Regions from separate parts of the Mus musculus genome. Here region 1 is linked to region 2. A link is a contact called in public promoter capture Hi-C data. All regions are on one chromosome and are shown on one strand. Each heading gives the region's core, a stretch centred on a gene start, on an enhancer-like site or on the middle of the called end of the contact. The rest is flanking DNA. Distances are from core to core; before and after follow the strand shown.

Region 1 (3,798 bases), core at 376-2,875, 5.6 Mb after region 2:
AATGGTAAAACTTATTTTTTCACTGTCCGACTCCATTCTCGCTAATATCATACCCATATCCCACCTCAAAGTATCCCTCATACAATCTCCAATCACCTCTCTGCTCAGCTTACAGTAAGAACCCAACTCCTTAGGATAGCCTAAATGACCCTTACCATCTGGACCAGCAAACTCCTCTGCTTCCCAATCTCATCCTCTTAGTGCACACGGGCAGCTGCAAGCCAAGGGCCAGGACCACCTCCTCCATCTATTACATCATCAAGTTCTGCCTTCTTCAAAGTACTATCTGATAACACCTGGTTCATTGTACTTAAGAATAGAAAGAAAAAAAAAAAAGCACTAAGCATGAACGGTACTAACATAGCTAAAGCACTTTATGTATCACACTGAACCCGCTAGAAGTGCCCAAACTGGGTAATCTCGCTGTCCAACGTAACCTGTCAACTTGCTAAACGTAAGTACCAGGTAAACGGGAGCATAAAGAGGCTCAGTGGTTTACTACTTAAGAAGCAGAAGCCGGATTCGAACCCAGATGGATAGATACTCTCCCACCAATACCCGCTCCAAAGATTGAAGTTCCATGAAGGCAGGGTCTTGGTCCTGGCAACATCCATCCCCAAGGCGGATCACAGGACCTGGCGCCCATGTTCTGGCGCTCGGAAGCCAAGCTGGCTGGATGAATGGTGGGAGGAATGCGTTCCTTTGTCATCTGGGTTATCTTCCAGAACTCTCTGAGCATCCAGCGCAGAAATCCTCCCGGCCCGAAGAGGAGGAGCCCAAGAAGCGCCCGAGCTCCAAGGCCCCCCGCCCCGGGCTCACCTTGAAGTCGCGGCTGTGTTGCGGGGTGTACTCCAGCGTCCAGAGCGCCCGCACCAGATGCGCCAGCTGCTCGGTGACCTCGCCCTGGCCGTGCGGCCCGCGGCCCGCCGGCTGCTCCGACTCCGGCTCTGGCTCCGGTCGGCCCGCCCGGTACTGGCCCAGAGCCAGGTACTCGGCGAAGAGCTCGGTGTTACTGAGGCACTGCAGCGTGGCGTTCATGAAGCACGTGTTGCCGTGGTTGCGGAGCCCCGCCACGCCGGGCACCGGCTCCGAGGCGCAGGCGGGAGGCGCGGGCGAGGCGGGCGGCGGCGGGCACGGCGGCGGCGTGGGCGCGGAGGCCGGCCCGGGCGGGAAGCAGCTGCGGAGGCCGCCGCGGTCCGGGGCGGCGCCCTCGGAGCTGAGGTGCGAGAGCGTGGACAGCGTCTTGAGGACGCGGCTCATGAAACTGCCCACCGAGCGCGCCGACGACGGCGACGAGGGCGCGGCCGGCCCGGGGCCGCCAGCGCCGCCGCCGCCCCCCGCGCGGCCACTCCGGAACAGCCGCTTGCTGAACGAGCGCTTCTCCTTCCCGCCCGCCGCCACCGGCGGCCCGGGCCCGGGCGCCGTTACCTTGGACATGGCGGCGGTTGCCGACGCTCATCACCGCGCCAGTCCGCCCGGACCGCGACTCCGCCACGGCCGCCGCCGCATCCCGCCGCCTGCGCCTCACCCGGCCCGGGGGGCTTCACGCCCTACACCACCTCAGAGCGCCGCGGAGAGAGCGAGCAAGAGAGCGGCGACCGAGGGGCGCGCGTGCGTCGCGCGGCCGCCCAAGTGGGCAGCTCACGTGACTCGCTGGCATCGCAGCCCCGCCCCGCACTGAAGCTGCGAGGCCGCCATATTGACTGTGGGAACAGCTCTCTCCCTGAACCCTGATTCAAGGACTCCCTCGGCTTAGGGCGTGGTTCTGCGTGTTGAAGCTCAAGACTGGCCATGTTTAGTATGGGCACGGTCCTAAACGTTAGGGCAGGCGCTGGATGGTGGATTTTAGGGGTGGGTCTCTGTCTTTGCTTGTCAAATAGAAAAGATCTAGAGAAAGTACTGAAATCAAGCTGCCACGTACCAGGTGGCAGAGGAGCTGATAGATACAGCTTTGTCTTGTCCCAGGCGGGTTAACTCAGCCTGGCTCCCGAGGGACTGCCGCGTACCCACCCGAACGTGGTCACGGAGCTGGCACATTCTGGTGGGCTTTTCTTTCAGGATGTACCTTGAGGTCTCAGCAAAGTAATATTATTAGAATTGCCTTGCTGAAAAGTTTTGTAAAATACAGCCTTTAAATCCTCTGAGCTCTCCCTTTAATCACTCAATAAACTGAGCATTTGCTCATTCATTCATTCAATCATTCATTCATCCATCCATTCATTCAGTAAATATAGCAACTGAACACTTGCTGTTTGCCAAATACTGTACTAAACTCTAAGGATACGACAAGACTGAAACTAACTGAGTTTCTGCTTGCCTTCCTATAGTGTACACTCTCAGTAGGTATTCATTCATGATTACCTCTGTATTCCACACACTATGCCAATCATGGAATACCTTCCTTGGTTTTCAGTTCAGTGCCTTTGACATCTCATTTAAACCCAAGTTTGGCTCAAAGACTTAACCTTTAAACCAAGGGTCACAGATGCACTACTATCGCAGAGGCTAGATAGGTCATAGCAATGAACAAAGAATCCTGGTGAGGGGTCGGTCATCTGCTGATCAGGTCATACTTCACATATCTTGGGAATACAAGAAATGTTGTGGACAGCGGCAACCTGCTAATTAACATTCTTCTAAAGAGATGGCTTTCGCTCACCTCCAGTCAGTTGTTCCCATGTGAGAATGAGGGCTTAGTGTTGCCAGATCAGCTGATTTTTAGAGAAAAGGTGGAAATTCTATTTTTAAATGTTGGTTCAATTTTTTTTAAAGGAAAAAAAACTGCATGGGAGAACAGCGTGCATTAAGGCTGCCTACTACTCAAAATCCACTGGTTTCTGACCTTCTCTTTGTATGTTCTCTTTGCTAAGAGATGAGCCTGAGCCCTGGTTACTGCAAAAAACAGATAATGGGAAAGAAAGCCCATAACATTTTAAAGATAGAAAGGCCACCCTACACCCATCTCAAAGCAAATAGTTTTGGCCTCTAGATTTCTACTCAATACTAAATATGGTATCCTGTAATGATGCTCTTGGTTTGCTCTGAATAGGCTCAAATCCCCTCCACTTCTACCTCCTAATTAAAACATCCATCTTAGCTGTACCTTGGGCTCCTTGTAGCATCAGAAAGAATGCCACTAGATCACAATAGAAACTGAAGCCTGTGGCCCTCCACCTTTGCACACATGCTTGCTGCTTCTAACGACTTGATCCCAGCTGTGAACCTTTACCCAAGCTGATCCATCTGCTCCAGGTATCTTTCCTTGAACTTCCTCATTTAGTTTGCCTCTCTTCATCTCTAAAATCTTGCCTTCATTAATTGCATCATTTCTGCAGACTCTCTTAGAACCTTTTGGCCATACCATTAACTTGACCCTGTTGGAATTCAACAGACAATGAGTTAGTTGTTTTCTATTGCTGTGAAGTTACCACGACTAAGGCAACTGGTAAGAGAAAGTACTTAATCAGGGGCTTGCTTACAGCTTCAGAGTTAGTCCATCACCATCATTGTGGACAGCAAGTGGGCAGAGATGACGCTGAAGCCGTAACTGAGAGTTTACATCTCACCCAAAGGTTGGAGGCAGAGAGAATGAGAGCAAGAACAAGAATGTGTGTGTGCATGCATGCAAGAGAGGGAGACAGAGACAGAGAGACAGAAAAAGACAGAGACAAAAACAAAGACAGAGCCAGTCTGGGCTTAGTGTGAGCTTTCAAAAACTCAAAGCTCACCCTCAGTGACACACAAGGCAACACTTCCTACTTCTTCCCAAAACCCAAAGCAGTTCCTCTAATTAAGGAC
Region 2 (3,888 bases), core at 833-3,332:
AAAAAGCACATTAAAATTTCCTGGACTTTTATCTATTACTAAAGTTAAAATTATTTAATATTTACTAACCTTAATAATAATCCTCTTCATCTTAGAGTCACTTAGCTATCTTTAAGTAGCTACTGGGCCATCTTATTTTGCCAGTAACATTAAGAGTTCTAAATTGTGCTTATTACAATTTTTCAAATCTATTTGAAGTGAATTATAATCATCCTACTTTGTTACCTCGATGGAATTCCATTGTAATTGCATTTATAAAAGTTAAATAAAAACTAAGTAGGGTCATGAAGTTAGTAGGTAAAATATTTTAATTTTAGTGACTAAAAAACCACTTCTAAAAATATTTTCTTCATGGGTTTTTTTTTTTCCTTTATTGTGGTTTAACACAGAAATAAGAGATTAGTTTGTTTTGGTTAGGCTTATTAAATATAGCTCTAACCGTATTTTTATATAATTTATTTAAAAGCTAGTCTCTGCTTCAAAAATAAAGGAATTGGATCTATGACTGCATAAATTAAGAAACTGTCTTCCCTGTGTGCATAGCTCTAAGTCCTGATGTTTGGGATAGGGGCGGGGGGTGGGGTACTGTTTTTATTTTATTTTTATTTTTTATTTTTATTTTGAGAGGAGGTCTTACTATAGACTCGGCTGACAAACCACACATTACTTAGAAGAGGATGATCTTGAATTTCTTATCTTCCTTCACCACCTCCCAGACACTAGGTTCACAGGCATAGTCAGGTTTCACTTTGGGCACAGTTCTATCAGTGGTTCATCGTCATCTGAAATGTAGTTCAACTAGAGTAACTGCTGAGCACAGACACTGACAGGTGTCTCATAGACCACTCGGTATGGGGACTTAAGACTAGCCATGTACTGTTGTCATACTATTTGTTTATACTTGAAAAAAAAATCTTTTTAAAAATCAAGGCTGGAAGTCTTCAGAATGAGTAAGGGCAAGAAAGTCATCCTGACAGTATGTCAGGTTCACCTGTGGATGCAAATTCAGCTATAACATACAGAAGTTTATCTTCAGTATCTGAACACTGGACTACAAGATCTTGCAGGAAGCTTAGTTGGGGCTGGAAAGGGAGCAGGGAAATGAGGAAAAGGGAACTAGAAACAAGATTGCAAATGGGAAGGGCAGCGAATGTATCCATCCTAAGGGGGCGGGGTGGGGGTGGTCTCTTGCAACTAGACTGAGGAGACAGTTGAAACAGGTTGAGACTGCTACTGTATTGTAACTTTAAAGGGGTTTATTATATAGGAAACTTACCCCCCACCCCCACCCCAAGAAAAATAATAAAGATACAGGATTTTTTTTTGGCAGACAGACTTCAGTCGATGAAGTTTCAAATAATATCTACCTTAAAAAGGGATCAGAGAGTTGGGTCACTCTTATCTAGAATACACTAAGCCCAGTGGAAAACGGTCCACAATTCCTGAGGGGTGGAGCTGTTTAGAAAAAAAACGAAAAACAAAACAGCCAATTAACAAGCCTTCAGCTTCACACTGAACTCTATTCAGTAAGAAAAGAAAGGAAGGAAGGAAAGGAAGAGAATGAAGACGTTAGAATATCCCGTGTGAGCAGTAGAGACCACACATTAGGCTGGGGGAAGAAGCCATGTTTTAGGTTTTTGTCTTGGGCCGAGAACTTGTATTCAAAAAGCCTCAAACATTACACTTAAGTCTATGTGTTTAACTATGATGAATGTGTTTACTAACAGGGCAGAACCTCACACACACAAAAAGGCGAAAACCCACTCTAGGTCTGTCTGTGGCAACGAAGCTCTCCGCCAACGATCACCACCATACCCATCCACGGGAAAGCTCCCTCTACACGCCGAAGAAAGCGTAGCCTCCGAGGGCTCTCCCGCCACGCCGCGCGAGATGCTTCGCTCGGCCTCCTGGGAAATGTAGTTTAAGTCACTGAAGACGGCTTAGTCAGGCCAGTAAAGAGTGAGTCCAAAAAAACTACAACTCCCGGTGTGCTCCAGGGTGACGAGCGGCCGCAGCAGTGACGACTGTAGCGGTGAAGGGCCGGAGGGGGCTCTGCGTTCTGGAGTGGCGCTGCTTGGTCCGGCGGCTGGGTGAGGGCTGCTGGTGTCGCGTTTGAGGAGAACTGCGAGTGTGTTTGGCATATCCCCGTCAGGATCCCAGCTACGATGAGTGCTGCCCGGGAGTCTCACCCGCACGGGGTGAAACGTTCAGCCTCCCCCGACGACGATGTAAATAACAATGGATGAGGGTTGAGGCCTAGTGAAGGCTGGGGTAGGCCGGGAAGGGTGGATGGAGGAAGAAGCGCCCGAAGGAAGGGGGCGCAACGAGGGATGTCTTCCTTTTCCTACTAGAATCTGAAGGATTGAAGAGGCCCTGAGCTGAGATACAGAGACCTGCGTAGGAACGGGGGTTGAGGAAGGAAATCCTGAGAAGGGTCGAAAAGGAAAAAGAGCTTAATCGAGATGTCTTTGCGTTTTGGGAAACCGGTGAAGCTCATTTCTTAGTCATTTCAGGATAGATATGTCATAGTCCTGACATTGGTCTAAAACGCTCCTCTGGCAATCGCGAAATGTTCAGTCACATTTGGACAAATTTTCCAGCCCGAATCCTTTTTTGCAGTGTACTGGTAATTGCTGCCCTAACTACACCATTCTTAATAAACAGAGACCAATATTAAGCCGAAGATTGTGGTAGACAGTTTGGGGATGGAATAATGGCGAGGTCAGAGGGAGTGAGACCCAGAAGCGCATTTTGATGTCAGATACCTTTTTCCTGCCCTCTCATGCCTTCAGCTCATCAGTTTAAATAATAAACTGTCCCTTATTAACCTGTTCAGTACTGACTACAATGCCAGATACTGGAATTGAAGATTAATAAAGAGGATGCTTATATTTGTCTTAGCTCTAGCATAGTGTTTAGAAACTGCAGGTAACTTGTAAAATTAGGTTCTTCTATAATGAAATCCCTTGGAAACATTGATGGGGAAGTTGGTGGGAAGGGGACATGAGGAAGTCATCTTTGAGACAGATGAAAGCTGGTCTCGCTTATTCATACACTGTCAGCTTCAGAATTGTAACTTTTAGTGCAGTTTGACATCTTTCATAAGTCCTTTGTGAGCCATAAAAGGTTCCCTGAATTATTTTGTAGTTAATGAGAGAATACTAAGAACCACACTCCTTTGGTTGGAAGATGGGGTGTGGACCAGAATTGTAATAATAGAATAAATTTTAGCCTTGTGAGGAAGATTAGTAATCAATTAAAAAAGAGTGGAGGGATGACTGGTTGTCTGTGAGATTAATTCATGTCCCTTGTCTTCCCTGCGACTGGAATTTAGATCTTCCATTGTTAATACCGCCATTCTGCATTGTTAGGAATTTGTCTAGGTTTTTTTAGTGATCTAGATTGTAGATGTAAAAGAGCTGTTACATTGTTTTCCTCCCAATATCAACTGTGAGTTGATTCCGAGAATGTCACACATTCTTGCTTTGATAGACTCAGAAATAAAACAACTTTTTAGCCAGGTGAACTTTGATATATTTCAAATCCTATAACTGTTGTCTTGATAGTTGATTTATAGGTGATTATAATTGCATTTTCAAGATTGGGACCTGTGACTTTACCTATACTATCATAAAGACGACTGTGTTGTTGTTGTTATGCTATATACAGTAATGTGTCCCTTAACAGTGGTTTTCTTAACTCAGTTTCCATTATATATGGTTATTATTTTTTCTGCTAACTGGATATTACCTTGCTTGATGTTTTTGTTTGTTTAGCTCATCTGTATTTTCAAGATACACCTGGTAATTTTAGAAAATCAACTATCAGTTTATGTGTTAGTATCTGCTGCAAGGTTTTCTGATTCAGTGATTTGATGCATAATTGAGG

Evidence for each region. Promoter capture Hi-C pulls out the DNA fragments that hold promoters and counts their contacts.
Region 1: a promoter capture Hi-C map of pre-B cells shows a contact between it and region 2. The contact joins the promoter of Usp31 here to the promoter of 1110004F10Rik in region 2. A contact is called at or near these places in 1 of 39 promoter capture datasets (pre-B cells) and 1 of 484 Hi-C or Micro-C datasets (CD4 T cells).

Annotation. Positions count from the first base shown.
Region 1 is chr7:121,705,817-121,709,614 of GRCm38.p6, forward strand. It overlaps Usp31 (ubiquitin specific peptidase 31), which reads right to left and starts at 1,626. Exons shown (of 16, transcript NM_001033173.2): 1 at 820-1,626. The coding sequence starts at 1,437.
Region 2 is chr7:116,091,298-116,095,185 of GRCm38.p6, forward strand. 1110004F10Rik (RIKEN cDNA 1110004F10 gene) reads left to right here and starts at 2,083. Exons shown (of 5, transcript NM_019772.2): 1 at 2,083-2,228. The coding sequence starts at 2,166. 1700003G18Rik (RIKEN cDNA 1700003G18 gene) reads right to left here and starts at 1,852. Exons shown (of 4, transcript NR_029433.1): 1 at 1,765-1,852.